2 separate regions of the Xenopus laevis genome follow, and region 2 is linked to region 1. The links are chromatin contacts, called in public Hi-C maps. All regions are on one chromosome and are shown on one strand. Each heading gives the region's core, a stretch centred on a gene start, on an enhancer-like site or on the middle of the called end of the contact. The rest is flanking DNA. Distances are from core to core; before and after follow the strand shown.

Region 1 (7,734 bases), core at 2,998-5,497:
TGGTGGAGCGCCCCTGCCTACAGCCCAACTGTTCTTCATCTCTGGGGCAAGGCAAATTGAAAAGGATCTCATGAAAACTGCACCAAGCTGCAGGTTCCCCAGTCATTTTGAAATGATTCTCAGCTACCATCTGCTGCTATGCAGGGAATGATAGGGTTAATATAACATATTTAATATACAGCATGCACAACAGAATCATAAGAAACCTTAAAAGGTTGACATACATTATTAAATAGTTTTAATAACCCATGGAGATACCATGGAGATATGTTGAGTAAAAATGGCATTTTAGCCAGCCTTATAGACTACTACAGGGTATCTGACATGCTAGTACCAGTCCTTTTTTTCCAACAGAGATAGTAATATACCTACCCAAATCCATTTAAGCAAAGAACTCTACCCAACCTTTAAGAAAGGGTAAGGTTCTAGCCAAATATACACTAGTAGTAACTATTGTAGGGATCCATTTCTTGCACCTCCCTGCATGTTTGTCCTTAGGCTTTTCAGAAAATATTTGCACCCTCACATAGGTTCCTGTTGCAGCAGCATTTACAATCTTATTTCCCTACCAGAGGTACATTGACTTTGAGAAGGGCATTCAAAGTTATGTACAATATCTGTGTTTTCTAATGACTTATTATTATTATGCAGTACTGCAAAATATATCCAGCATGGGTTGTTCTTGCAAAGGGATGTTGACAAACAATTAAAAAATATGCAGTTTACATACACCATTTTCAGGACTAAGGCAGGGAATCCTTGATATAGAAGGTGCTAGGTCTTTAAATAATAAACGTTGCTGTAGCAACGTATGCCAGTCAGAAACAAGTGTATTAAAGGATAAAGGCTCATGGGAGGGGTGCAAGAAGATATTGGAAAATAAGACTTGCCAAGATTATTAGCAGTAAACAAGAGATTATGGGGCAAAATCCCCCCTACATTTCCTAACATATGGCAAATAAACTATACACCGGGCTCATGTGTAGGGATTATAACCCGCTCCGATGCTATACTTTTAAGCGCAGAGCGGGAGAGGGGGGCGGCATCAGGGTTGCTGCCTCAAGCGGCACTAGCAGCCCATGGATCACTGCTGACCCTAGCGCAACTTCACTTCGCTGGGCACAGTAACGATAGCGCAACTTCGCCAGTGTTCGGCGCCCTGGACACAACCTTTAGATTTTAGTGAATTAGCGTTTTACTGACGAATCTACGCCTGGCGAAGTGTTGCGCTGTGATCGATTTTACGGAGGTTAGTGAATTTGCCCCTATAAGGGGGTCCCTATGATCACTACGTTTCAATAAACCATACAATAAACTTTGTTCATGATTTGATCTTTCCAGAGGAGTAATAAAGTCATCCTTCAGATTAGAAGAAAGCATGTTTCATTTTAAGGTGCAAATGTTTACAGTTAGGGGCATATATAATATGCTGTGTTAATATGAAATTTGCCAAAAGAACAGTGTTAAAGGCTCTGGAAAATAAATGGCAAATTGATTGTGTGTGTAATTTTACTCCATGCGAAAACCATAAGGAAGGTTTCGCCTTGCTTAAAGGAGAACCAAACCCTTGCTAATAAAAACCCCTACCCTACATAGACCCCCAATGTTGGAATAGTGGTTTCCAAGACCACCAGTCACTTAGAATGTTTGCAGACCAGACACATAATTGCATAACAGCAATTCAAATGTTAACATGTCTTAAGGTGGCCATAGACACACAGATCCGATCATACGAATCGAGGATTCGTACGATTTTCGGATTGTGTGTGGCGTGTGCCAACATCTTTCATCCGGCGATCCCGCCGGAGCTCATGGCACATCGTAATCTGATCGTTCGGTCATACGGCCGAACAGTCAGATTACCCCCGATATAGCCATGCTTGTTAATGGCATATCGGGGAAAGATCCGCTCGTTTGGCAACATCGCCAAACGAGCGGATCTTTGCATCTATGGCCACCTTTAGAATCCTTTTGAGCTGTTCTGGGTAAGAACAGGTACAGTTGTTTTATAATGGTCTTATTTGAAATACAATTTGAGATAAACCATGGCACAATTTGGGCATTTTAAGTAAGCTGTATCAGCCACCAGCCTCATGTACTTCTCAAGGTCAAAGGGTAGGGGGAAGATTGAAAGATGACATCAGTCACACAAATCTTCTCTTGAGTGCCATTGATTGCACACATTATTTAGAAAAGGGGTTAAGTGGTAATTTAAGGCATTTTTAATAGGCCTTAAACTGAGGGACCTTGACATGTGATCAGTGGCTTGCCGAGGAGCAGCTGTTCTCAGTGTGAATCCGTACAAGCAGGTCACAGCTGGGAATAATGCCCGCAGAATGGATGAGGTGAAACAGGAAAGATTGCTTTCCTTCTGAGCACTTTAGATTATTGTCACATATTCTGACACTTGTGTGGGATCTGCTCCTTTCTTTGCAATCTCCGTTGGCAGGCGTTAAATTAAGGTGTTAATGACAGTGGTTTCAGAACTTGTAAATTCTCATTATAACGTGTTTATTGGAAAAATGACATACTGCCTCTGCATTTAGTTACATTGGGGGATTAGAGCAACAGGAAAAACTGAGAATTAAAATTCCATGTGTAACAAAAGATTTACATCTACATCGGCTTCCCTGTATATTGGGATATTTTGCGGTTTAAAATGCTAGGATGGAAGAAAATACTTCCTGGTGACTAGAAAAACTGTAATGAGAAAAGTACTGACATGTCCCATTTTTCAACAACGCCTAATACTATTATTTTGTATTTAATAAAGATGACTTTTATTCTATTTATGTAAAAAGCCTTGTGGAATTGTGGTTTGATGTTTCTACTGTTTCTGTCAATATCAAGCTTTACTATTGCTGTAGGGGGAGAAGGAATGGCTTAGAGGTTAAGTCACTGGACTTTAAAGCAGAGAGGCCTGGGTTTCATTACTGTGTCAACTCCAATTCCTTATGGCCTTGGGTAAGTTACTCAATCCCCCAGCATCTCAGACATTGAAGCTCTGAAGGGGTGGGAATCACTGCTTGCCTTTTTTTTGCTTACAATGCTGTGTATAATTAGTTTCACAATATGAGATAATAACTATGCCTGTGGCACTGATACAGCATAGATAGCTGGCAACCTTTTACTTGGACAGTTTACATTCTGTGAATGTTATTTTAAAGGAGAATATACAGTGATCATAGCAAGGTTCACTTTCTATAATGTACCCTTGCTCAAGTATGAAGGAGTATGAGCAGATTGTACATATATATATATATATATATATATATATATATATATATATATATAAATTCATTCTGTCTATATGAGGGTGGAGATGCCTGTTGCTTTTGAAGAAGCTTAACAGCATCCGAGCGGTAGCACTAGATGAAAGAGGGAGATAAGTAATAAATTAAGTGACAAAATAAGAGATAAATTAAGCAATATGAAGTGATAAATTATGTGATAAATATAAGAATTTGAAGGAGTCTTTTTAATGACTGGGAGCTATATATTTTAGCGATAGACCATCAATATCTGCTCAGAGATTGACACATTAGCAACAATGTTTATTCAATTTGTGGCTATAGTCTCTAGAAACTCATTTTATGATCTAAGGAGCCATAATGCAGATGCCAAAGTAGTTTAGCACACACAGTATGGAGTCAAGTACATACCTACAGCTTCTGGCCAGAGGCTCAAAGAGGAATGTGGGAACCAGTTGTTCTGTGACAGTTGGGGATCCAGGCTAGTTGTACCTGCTTTAAAGAAGCACTAAAATATAATCTTAGTTGAGATCCATAAAATATTGATCCAATTAAGATATCATTAAAACAAAACAATCTTTTTTTCGGTTTAATTAATGTGTAAATTATTTTTTAGTAGACTTATGTTATGGATATCCAAATTACCTCATATCCTGGAAAACCCCAGGTCCCGAGTATTCTGAATAACAGGTACCAGGGTATATAGGTAAATATTTTCATTCTTTAACAGTGTTTAAAATATATGAAATGGCATGCCATGTCTTCCTGTCAGAGGAATTTTAGTGAGCTGTTTTCTCTGGAGCCTATTCAGCCTAGCTCAGACCTTAGAACTTACTATTTATTTATTAAAAACTGACAGTTTGCGCTATGTAGAGAGAAGGCAGCAATTTTTCAGTTTCAAAAGTCACGCATTTATGATAGGCTCTCTCAGAAAATGGAAATACTCCCCTCCTCCTCTCAAGTATAAAATGTCCAAAAAAAACAACAGCAAGCAACTTTCTGGCTTACATTGTAAATTCTGCTGCCCTGCACAGCACAAGAGGAGTTAAAGCTTTTCCTTTCTAGTAGGGGGGTTTCACTCTCATGCAACAGATATCTCCCACTCTACCCTTGAAAAGCTAGATGCTCTAGAGAGAGAGAGCAAGAGACAGACAGACAGAGAAAGAGGGAGAGAGAGAGAGTTAGCCTCATGCACATGAATGTGGTCGGGGCTGGAGAAGCTTTTTTTTCTCACTGGACAATTTGCTTAGAAGTGAACACTAGGTTTTGCTGATAGACTGCAATACAGACACAGGCAGATCTCTCTGTGAAAACCACTTGGAGCTTTCAGTGTTTGGTAGAGAAGCACTTTCTGCAGTGTTTATTTGTGCCAAAAATTTACCTTTTTTTCTTTGTCTTCTTTTACAAACATATACAAGTCTTTGCTTTTGGACTTTTTGATTGCCTTTCTTGGTTAATTCTGTATCCTTTGGTCGAACAGGGATTTCTAAAAGGAAAAAAAAGCTTGTGGATACTACAGCACAGGTAAGCTTCATTGATTTAATGTGATTTTTCCTACACTAGTCATTGTTCGTTGTTAGATACCTGTGACATTGCCTTAGACATACATTTGCTATAAAAAGTGTAAATATCACATGCTTATCAGTCAATTATTTTAGTCCGGGCATTGGATTGATCAATAAGATAGATAGTTTAGTAGATACGCTTATGAGAATTGTTGGATACTGTTTTATATATCTCACAGAGATTACAGTGATGCCTTTTATATGCCAGATACAGGAGTATAATTTAACCATAGAAATAGAAATGTCTTATTTATTGTACTCAGCACAGCAGCCACACAATGAGGGATACTCTTAGGCATTATAATTTGGTCAGTTTAAAGCTGACCATAGACGCAAAGATACCATTGTACAAAACGAAGATTCATACGATTTTTGGACCTTGAGTGTCCTGACATTTTTTTGTACCATGTTGTTCGGTCGGACAGGTTAAAAGATTTATATTGTCTACCGATAAGATCTCTGCATGTATTGCATATCGACGATATCAATGGAAAACTGTCACTAATATTTTCAGACATGATGTTCGTATGATTGCGGTCTGTCACTTAATGGCCCGAGCATTCTGTGATTTGATCTCTTTACTACTTTATTTTAATCTGAATGGTTAGTTGCAGGTCAGAAAATTGGCACTGATGATTGTTCATCTGACATAGGCTCTAATCTGCACGTCTATGGCCAGTTTTAGGACTATGATTACAATACACAAATGATTATGTTGCATGCAGATTGTAGAGGTCTAATGAATGGCAATGGCAATTTGGCATCAACTGTAGAACTATTGAAAGCAAACATAGTGTTTCTTATCCTGTTGGACTGTTCTGCAAATTCTGTGCCAGGCAGATCCTACAGTTATCAGATTTGGAAACCAAAATTAGTGGGTGTAATGGGGGAAAAATGTGTTTTTGGTTTCTTTTAGGTTGTTTCATACTGCATAATTTGAAACACGTAACTAAAAATGTACATTCTACACTAAAATCACATCGAAAGTGTTAAAAACAAGAGCAAATGAACAAAAGTCTCCACAAGTTTGATTTCTAGTTGCTTTATAATTTAAACCAGGCAGAACTGGGGTCTCAGTTTCTTAAATGCTAATGCTGGACAGAAACTCTGTTTTCATCATGGATATTGAGTTAAAAAAAACCAAAAAACGACTACACGCTGCATTCATCTGACAGTTTAAGTGTCTCGTGTGACTTTTAATATGGTTTTAAGGAAATTCTGGAGCGGAAAAAGGTGTTTTCATGCATTGCATAATATTCTGTGGACATATGTACCAAGATGACAAATATATTTGTTGCAGATTATTTGACCACAAGACCTTTAATCTGATGCTCTTTAATTTAATTAGGAAGAGAAGCACGTAATTAATGAGGGATGCTATGGCCAGTTTTTGGGCTGGACAGAGTTAAACTTTGCCTCATGATCCTTTGTCAGTGAACCCCTAATTAATGAAAATTTTCAATTTATCTTGATAGAATATGTCAGGGGTCCCCAACAGAGTTCCTGGGTTGTGCAAATAAGGACTATGATTGGTCATTTTGTAGCCCATAAATGGACTGGCAGCTTACGGGTGGAGTTGTCCGGCATTATATCTGGTTTACATGCAATTAAAACTTCTCCAATCTTGGAATTCAAAAATAAGCACCTGCTTTGAGACCACCAAGAGCAACATCCAAGGAGTTGGTGAGCAACATGTTGCTCACAAGCCACTGGTTGGGGTCCACTGGAATATGTCAATTTACCAATTGGGCCCAGTAACATCTATTTACAGCACTGCACTAATCGGATTATCCCTATTAGTATCTATATGGAGTCACCAGCCAAACGTAATGGTCCCACAGAGGCACATTACAATGTTACTGATTGGCCAGATCAATCAGATAAGTACAGTTTGGTGACCTGTATAAATATCCTGCTTATAGATTTTGCCAAACCGACAAGGAGCTGACTTATGAATCATCACTAAATTCTTGCAGTCAAGTGATTGTCGGTTTCTCAGTGTCAGTGACACTCTTCATCCAGAGATAACAATTAGCTCCATATCATCAGGAAAACAATGATATATTCATTCAATCCATTTGAACTTTTGTTGTTAGTATTTGGTGTAAACTTAAATAAACCTTTGATAAAGAGCTGTAGTTAGGAAGTACAAATAGAGGCTCCAATGAGTGAAAACAATTGTTGTGTGTGTGTCAAATAAAATATGTGTGCGTCTAAAGAATTTTATCACCCATAGAGTTCAATGGATTTTGTCAAATTTTCAGTTAAATGGGTCAGATTCGCCCATCACTATACAGAACAGAAGAGTCAAAATCTATAAAACACACGTCGCTCAAACTTCTGTACAAATTAGTATTTTGTGTCCATGTTAGTTGCAGGCACCACAATGTGCAAAAGATTTAACTATAAGGTCCAAAACCTCCTAAAGACAGGTAGTAATTCCAGGACTCTTTTGCATCGATGTCTTTACTCTGCGTCTTGCACCTTATTCAGAAAAGTGGAAGCAACTGGCATTTTGCCACAAAGCAAAACCATAGAGCAGGGGCCTTTTTGTAAATCTGGTTTAAATTCATAACTAAGGTGTACACAAAGGAGGCCGGATTCTGCTGGAGGATCTTCTTGCTTCAATTGTCTTGGTGGCCCTGAAGAACTAAGAATAAGGATTTGTTGTGCATCCAGCCCTGATATTAATGCCTACAGCCCCCAGCATGTTTTCCCCATGATATTATGTTGGTATATATTGAGTGCTGTAGTTTACCAAAATTTGGGTAGAGCAACACTGCTGTGGATTATTTGTCCTTTAAATTTTTGGCATGATTTTCAAAATGCAGCTCATAGCAAATGCATTATTATTATAGGAGTTAAAAGTCCATCCCCCATCTTTTAGTGTTGGCATTCAACAATACTGTCAACATCCC
Region 2 (7,734 bases), core at 2,689-5,188, 150 kb before region 1:
TACATCCACCTCTTCGGGAATATGCACGTAACGGACATTGCGTCCTGTAATGAAAAGGTCATCCAGCTCTGTCTCTCGCTCTCGGCGGTCTCTGTAAGTGACCTTTGCCAGGCGAATGTTCATGAAGGCATCTACATTAGTAATGGTGCCAGTAGCTGAGCTTTCATCCCGGAGCTCAACGGTAGTGACGCGACCATGAAGTCCCTGAAGAAGTACGATCAGGCTGTTTTCTGAAATGGTCCTCTCCTTCACAGAGTGGCTGACTTCCATGTTGACACCACTCTAAAGGGCAAGTTATTCTGGAAAACATTACATTCTGTGTAAATCTGTGTCAATGACAACCTTTACAGTATTATTTAAGTCTTTATTATAAATGGGACACTATCTTTAAAAACAAAGTCTGATCTACCCACAGTTGAGAGACTGGACTAATCTATTTAAATAGCAGACATTCTTTATGACTTCATCAAACTCATTTCTATTCAGGTTATACTTTTCCAAAAGAAAATAACACCAGCTAAACCTTTATACTGGCTGTAACAAATACAATGGTTTTTTTTAACTAAGTGACTTCAAACTTTTACTTAAATTACGACATCTTGAACATTCCCCATATTTAGGACACTTTTGACCAGATTCCTAACCATTTAAATGCTGCGGACACCTTGATCTTGTAGAACTGCACGTTGCCAGTAAACGCATGATACAGCATAGATCAAGGTGCAACCCAATATAGTAAAATCTATACCATTGGTGCAATGGTACTTTAATAGTGGCCCTGCCACTTTCATGGTTAAAAGAAATGGTTAGAATGAAATGCTGGCTAGAGCATGGCTGTAAACAAACTGTTTTCAATTATCTTGGTTGGGTCCCCAGAAAAATATTAGAAATCACTATAAATCATAAAAACTATATCTCCAGTTATCACCCATGATCACAACTTGTTTGCCGACTAGCAATGCATGGAAAAATCACTGTGCAATGAAATGTAGCAAGGTAGCCAAATCACTTTTTACTTCAAAAAAATCCCACATGCATGCTTGTAAGATAAAAAATATTGTTTATTAAATCATTTTTAAAATATTAAAAACATGTGGGGAGTTTTTGATATTTTAAAAATGTTTAATAAAACTATATTTTTTATCTTACAAGCATGCATGTGGGCTTTTTTTTTTTTTTAACTAAAAGGTTATACCTCTGTTTGGTCACTAGAGGACCCCAGCATGCCATTATTGGTTTACATAGGTCTATTTCCAAGAAATCTAGCAATAGAGCCAAATCACTTTCACTTGCATGCCATTAGAGAGTATGCATGGGCTTCCAAAACTCATGACCACAAAATTAAAAGTAAATACAAAACAGTAGGACCTTAGCATTAATTTATCACAGTTAATGACCCTTTACTGTTCATTTTTGGACACACAATTCATTTATATACACTGTACGTGAATAAGTGTATTAGTAAACAACAGTCGCACCAAGTGACAAAAAAAAAAGCACAACCATGAAGTAACTTTTGTTAACTTCAGGTTTAAAAGGGTTGTTCATCTTTCAATTGTCTTTTAGTAAGGTGTAGAGAGCAATATTCTGAGACAATTTGTAATTGGTCTTCATTTTTTAGTTGTGGTTTTTGAGTTATTTAGCTTTTTATTCAGCATAGATATCATAAGATATGTACTATATGACTTGATTGGGTGACATGGCAGAGCTGATGGAAGAAGAGCTGTGCAATTTGAGACTACGATAGCAATGACTAGACATAACAGAGTGGCAAATGTATTGCGTTTGGACAGGCTCACTGTCCTCTGCAGATCAGATAATATTGAAGTGACTCACTGTACATATCTGCACCTGAAGCCTCTTGGTGGGCACTATAATTCAAAAAATATTTATTCCTGAAAACTATGAACAATTTTTTTGTGAATCACAGTAGCCTTAATATAACTATTGTATGTGCCTGCTGCTAGAATCCTAATTGGCGGCGCCATAGAATATACATTCCTGGTTTACTCTTCCCGGTTTACGGTCAATACTCAGCACATCGATATCAAAGATCTCTAGTAGGTAAGGGGTTAATTTTGAAAAGTGTTAATTCTGACACTATTGCAACCACTTTTCTGCCTATAAAGTCTTTACTATAAAAGGCTCAATCTACTTCATCTAATGTAGGCAGTGTTTCACCTGCAGGGCCAGAACTAGAGGTAGGCAGTTCTGGCCCTTCTGTAGCTCAGGTGGGCAGGAGCAGTGGCACATTAGCAAAGGGAGAGGGTGGTGGATCTGTGAGCAGGAGTTGGCAAGCAAGGGGGGAGGGGGAGGGAGTCTATGACATGAGGGCAAATTTACTAAAGCGGCTAACGCAAATACGCCGGCGTGACATCATTTCGTTACTTTGCTGATTTACTAATGGGTGCTGGCGTAAATTCGCTAGCGAATTGGACCTACTCTAGCGCTACTTCGCACCTTTACGCCAGGCGAAGTTGCGCTATGGCGAAGGGACGTAACTACACTAATTCACTAACTTGCGAATTTTACTGAACGTTACCTCTTGCGCCAGACTTTACTTCGCCAGGTCAGACCAGGCGAAGTTCAATACAATAGATAGGAGTTTGTCCAAAAATAGTTGACAAGTCCCAAAAAACGCTGGCGTCTTTTACTTTTTTAAGGGCGATATTATGAAAAATAGCATAAATTGTTTTGGGGGTTCCCTCCCTACCCCCTACATTACCTAACATATGGCAACTCAACGATACAGTGGGCACATGTGTGGGGCAATAGAACACCTTTATTTTATCTTTTAAAGGCTTCCTGGGCTTGTGTAGTGTGATGTAGTTGCTGCAGCATATATTATATTTTAACTTCGTGCCGTATGCAAATTAGGCATCGCAATCGTAACTCCGCTTTGCCTGACGAAGTAACAGTAGCGCAACTTCCCTACCGTTTTCCTCCCTGAGCGAAACTTCGCATTTTTGTGAATTTGCGTAGGGCTGGCAAAACGCCTGGCGAAGCTGTTGCAACTTCGAATCTTAGTGAATTTGCCCTGGTGTGCAGGGCTGCTCTGGGTTGGATGATGGTTGCTGGTCTAAAAGCCCTGCATTGCATTTTTGTTACATCACTGCACTTGTTTTGTCTGCCAAGGCAGCAGGGCTGAAAATAAATAAATAATTTGTAATTTGGGGACCACTGCACAACTTTCTACTTTACTAATAGATAAACACCTGACCGTGAGCAAAAAAAAATACACTTATGGAATTAGAAAAAAAGTGACCTGATATTTCTAAATCACCAAAATGTTTTGTCACTACTAATCTAAGTAATAGAGGATCTCTAATCAAGTATCTCTAATATTGCTTCCCCACTCAATATATTTTTGATCTCTAAGCTGGTAAATATTGGCAATGTGGCTGCACTGGCAAACCTATCATCATCTTCCTATTTTATAGATCTTTAAACCTTTAATCAGGGGGTTACCAGTACATAAAATGAATAGCATATAGTGGTGCTGTTTGCAATGTGAGTATAACAATTTTCTGTCTCAATTAAGTGCAAAATCAAGCTGACTTAGTGTTATAACCAACAAGTACACACAAACCAGACAGTAAAATATCCCTTATATCTATACAAAAGTAATATGGTGAATAATATCGCCCACAAATGCTCAGTTCAGTGTTGGTGTGTCAAACACTAGTATAGCAAGCAATAGATCCATGTCTGCCAATGCTGCTCTATAGTCTCAATTCGGGTTTTGTAATAATAATAATAGAATGCAGGCTTATAACTACTCACTAGAAACCTATAAACTTCAGGCACACCATCCAGCTATTCACTTCGTTTGTCTCGTCCAGCTAAACTCCTCCACACGAACAGTCTGACTTCCGGGTTAGCTGGTCACATGCTCCTCCTACAGATGCCTTACTGGGTCAAACTTTCTAGAAATGCACAATCCCTGAACAAAAGTGAGTGACGAAGGATTAGTGAAACAATATGCAAATAGCACCAACGTAATTTCAATTTCTGAAGGCTTTGTGATGAAGGGAGACTGAAAGGGCAAAAATATAATTTCTGATTAAAATATTAAAATCCCATTCTGCATTTAAGCCTTTTGGGAGCTGGCTTTGCACCTATTTTCTTCTTGCAGCAGGGTCCTGCCTATATGTCAACCCCTTAAAATTCCAGGGGATTGTGTATCCCTATTCAGTTTATGGGGCAAATTAACTAAAGGGCGAAGTGACTAACACTGGTGAAAATTCGCCAGCGTGATGTCATTTCAGAGCTTTGCTGATTTACGGTCAATGGCATAATTTCGCTAGCGAAGGAAATAAACTGTAGCGTTATTTCACTCCGTAACGCCAGGCGAATTTTCGCTCTGGCGAATGGACGTAACTCTGCAAATTCACTAAGATGTGGATTTTACTGACATTACTTCTCACGTCAGACTTGAAAATTGTTGAAAATTTTTCTAAATCCCAAAAAACGCTAGCGTCTTTCCTTTTTTTCAGGGTGATAGGCTGCAAAAGATTGTACATTTTTTTGGGGGGTATCCAGCTTCCCCCCTACATTTCCTAACATATGGAACATACACTATACACTGGGCTCATATGTAGGGCAATAGAACAACTTTCTTTTATTACGCTTCCCTTTGTGTAGTGTACTTTCCTGCAACATATACGTCCATTCAACTTTAACTTCCCACCATATGCAAATTAGCCAACGCTAGCACAACTTTGCTCTGCTTGCCGAATTAACGCTAGTGCAACTTCGCCAGCATTCAGCGCCCTGGACGCAACTTTGCATGCTTGTGAATTAACGTTGTCTGAGCAGATTTTCACCTGGCGAAGTGTTGCGCTGCCTGCGAAGCCGTCGCTGGCAAATTTTCAACGCTTAGTAAATTTGCCCGGAGTATGTCTGGCATTCCTGTTATGGGCATCTAAACAAATGTTACTGTGGTCAAAGTCTTTTTCTCCAGACGATCTCTCTTGGTAGTGGGAATATTGGAGAGCTCACAGGATAGTCTATGGGCTATATTTATCAAATAGTGAGGTTAGAGCTCACCACATTCCACTAGAGTGAAATTCTGATACTCTCCATTCATTTCTATTGGGTTTTTAAAGGCGTATTTATCAAAGGATCAACTTTCACTCATTGATAAATACTCTTTTAAAAATCCCATAGAAATGAATGGAGAGTGGCTGAATTTCACTTTAGCAGACTGTGGTGATTACTCTTTGATAAATATACCCCTATGTCTTAAAGGAACAGTATACATCTCTTTTCACAATGAGCTGAATAAATAGGGCTTGTGCTGACTGAGCCTATTGTTGTAATTAATGATTATAGTTTCTGTTAATTCTGTCAGTAAACAAAAATATGAAACCAGTTTGGGGTTTCCTCCTTTCCCCACCTCTAACTTCAGGCAGGGCAGGGTGGTAAGGTTGCCACCTGTCCGGTTTTCATAGGGCTTCCCATCTTCCCATCTTCTGGGTCTTCGTGTCTTCCGGCGCTTTGGCAATTTCTGTCCATTTCAGCGCATGCTTCGGCCGAATAGTGGATTCGGTGCATCCCTAATGATAAACCCAACTGGCGCCACTAAACTGGAAGTGATGTCACAGGAACTAGAAGTGGCCGAAGTGATGTCACAGAAACCAGAAGTGGCTTCGCAGTATTTAATTTACAGTAAAGCAGGTTTTAATTTTTGTTCCCCCAAATATCTGCACCCACCTGGTACCAAATGGGTGCCTGCGGGTTGAGACATTAATGATAGTCCAACCGAGTCCCGACTGTGTTGGGGGGTATTTCACGTGTACCCGACCTATTGCAGGACTGTACCCCAGTGAAACATTGTGCACTGTTTGGGGTGTGGAAGGAAAAGAAGTTATTCTCAGGGATCTAGGGTTGCTAGGGAAAAAAATACCAGTTTTCCTATATATTTATCTTTTTTCCCTATTAATAAATTTGGGATCAACCATAATTTTTACCAGCCAGGCCGGTCAAATACAGCCCAGATGGCAACTATACATGGATCTCCAGAAGCTCAGAGACCAAATAATCTGCATTACAGCCTGGCTGGCAGACTGTTTTTATACAAGTTGTCTTAAATGTAGGGTGTATATCAACCTTTCCTCTCTGTGTATGATAGTGGATGAGAAAAGTTCCCAGGGTGGTGCATCACTCCTGACTCTAGTTGGAGGCATGCCAATTTCTAGTGTACCTGCTCTACTATAAAGCAGAGACACAGAACTCCTGTAGTGCCAAAAGGTTGGAATCAGTGCAGGATTTCCTTTAGAATACCAACCAGGTCTGGACTAGGAATCAAAATAGTCACTGGCATTCCAACTACAGAGGCCCAAACAGCCCCCCACCAGCCCACTAAAAAGTGACTTTCTATGGCATCTTACATCAGCACCTCTGGCATATACCAGAACCCACAGATTGCCAGTCTGGGCCTGATACCAACAATGAATTACATATACTTTCTACATTAATAATCAATGGGATACTTAGGTTTAGAGTTATTTGTTCATTATTGTATACCAAACCAGGCTGGGGAGTTCTGGTCTATGACCTCAGCCCTGTTTTGTATGTTTTCTTGCTTGGTCTGCTTCTTCAATTTGGTCATCGTGTTGGCTACCCTTTTATATCCCATGTGTAAACTCTGACTGGCAAGTTTATATAACTATTTAAGTATGTATGTATTTCTTATGTCTTTTAGTATATCTTATTTTATATATTGCTGACCCACTCATTTTCTTTTCCTTTTGTTGTTTTCTTTTTCTTTTCTTTTCTTTGAAGGTTTTTCTTCTTTGTATTTTTTCTTTTTTTTTTTATGAAAAATTTCAATAAAACTATTAGTTACAAAAAAAATAATCAATGGGATGGGTCTAACCATGTTTTCGTCAGCATCCTCTCTGCTTATAAACGTCACAGAACATATACCGTACCTAAATAATGGATAAATCAAAAGAAAAAAAGTGTCACTGTAACTTTTTTTAAAAAAAGGACAGTATAACCCCTTTTCATTATTTTGCCACATTTATTTATGATTTTTGTTCATTGTTTTTGTTATTTCTTGCAGTAAACAGGGCTAATTCTGTTAACAATAATGTTACAACCCCTCTTACACATGTCTTTCCGTGAAAAGTTTGTTTTGATTTGGCTCTACTGTAGGTCTTAAGGACTTAGGTGTGCAGGGCAGGGGCTACATCGAAGAGCATTTTAAAAATTACTGGCAGCCACATTGCTGGTAAATTTGTAATACCGGTCCCGGCCTGGGTAGGTATTTTACCAGCTAGGCCATTAAAACTCCAGCCTTGTGGCAACCATACCAAATGGGAGTTATTTTAAACCCCCCGGCCTCCCATCACAATGTAATTTTCCTGGGAATTTCTGGAGGAATATGGTGGGTGAAATTTAATTAATTCATGTGATGCCACCGGCTACGCAATAATTTCTTTCAATGGTGCACTTCACCCAGGTTGGCCTCCCACTGGGTCTACATATCTGCCATGGTTAAATCCCTTGCTCTTTTAGTTGTCACCATATTTCTCCTCATCAATTCTGTGTATCAATATACTGTAGTTTCATTTTAGGGATCTACACTCAGATTCATATTTTGTCTAGCAATCTATTCTGGACCCACTGAAATTAATCATATCAGCTATACAGCACCTCAAACAAAAAAAATAAAATCTGATTCTAATTTGAAATATGTATCACTGAAACAAGGGCCAACATAACCTT

Evidence for each region. Hi-C and Micro-C count contacts between places; a contact is called where the count stands out from the background.
Region 2: a contact with region 1 is called in a Hi-C map of the XTC cell line, with 2.3 times the contacts expected there. The contact joins the promoter of lsm10.L here to the promoter of rspo1.L in region 1. A contact is called at or near these places in 2 of 4 Hi-C or Micro-C datasets (the XL177 cell line and the XTC cell line).

Annotation. Positions count from the first base shown.
Region 1 is chr2L:88,160,483-88,168,216 of Xenopus_laevis_v10.1, reverse strand. rspo1.L (R-spondin-1) reads left to right here and starts at 4,247. Exons shown (of 6, transcript XM_018246716.2): 1 at 4,247-4,775.
Region 2 is chr2L:88,310,180-88,317,913 of Xenopus_laevis_v10.1, reverse strand. lsm10.L (U7 snRNA-associated Sm-like protein LSm10) reads right to left here and starts at 3,938. Exons shown (of 2, transcript XM_018246717.2): 1 at 3,784-3,938; 2 at 1-299. The coding sequence starts at 270.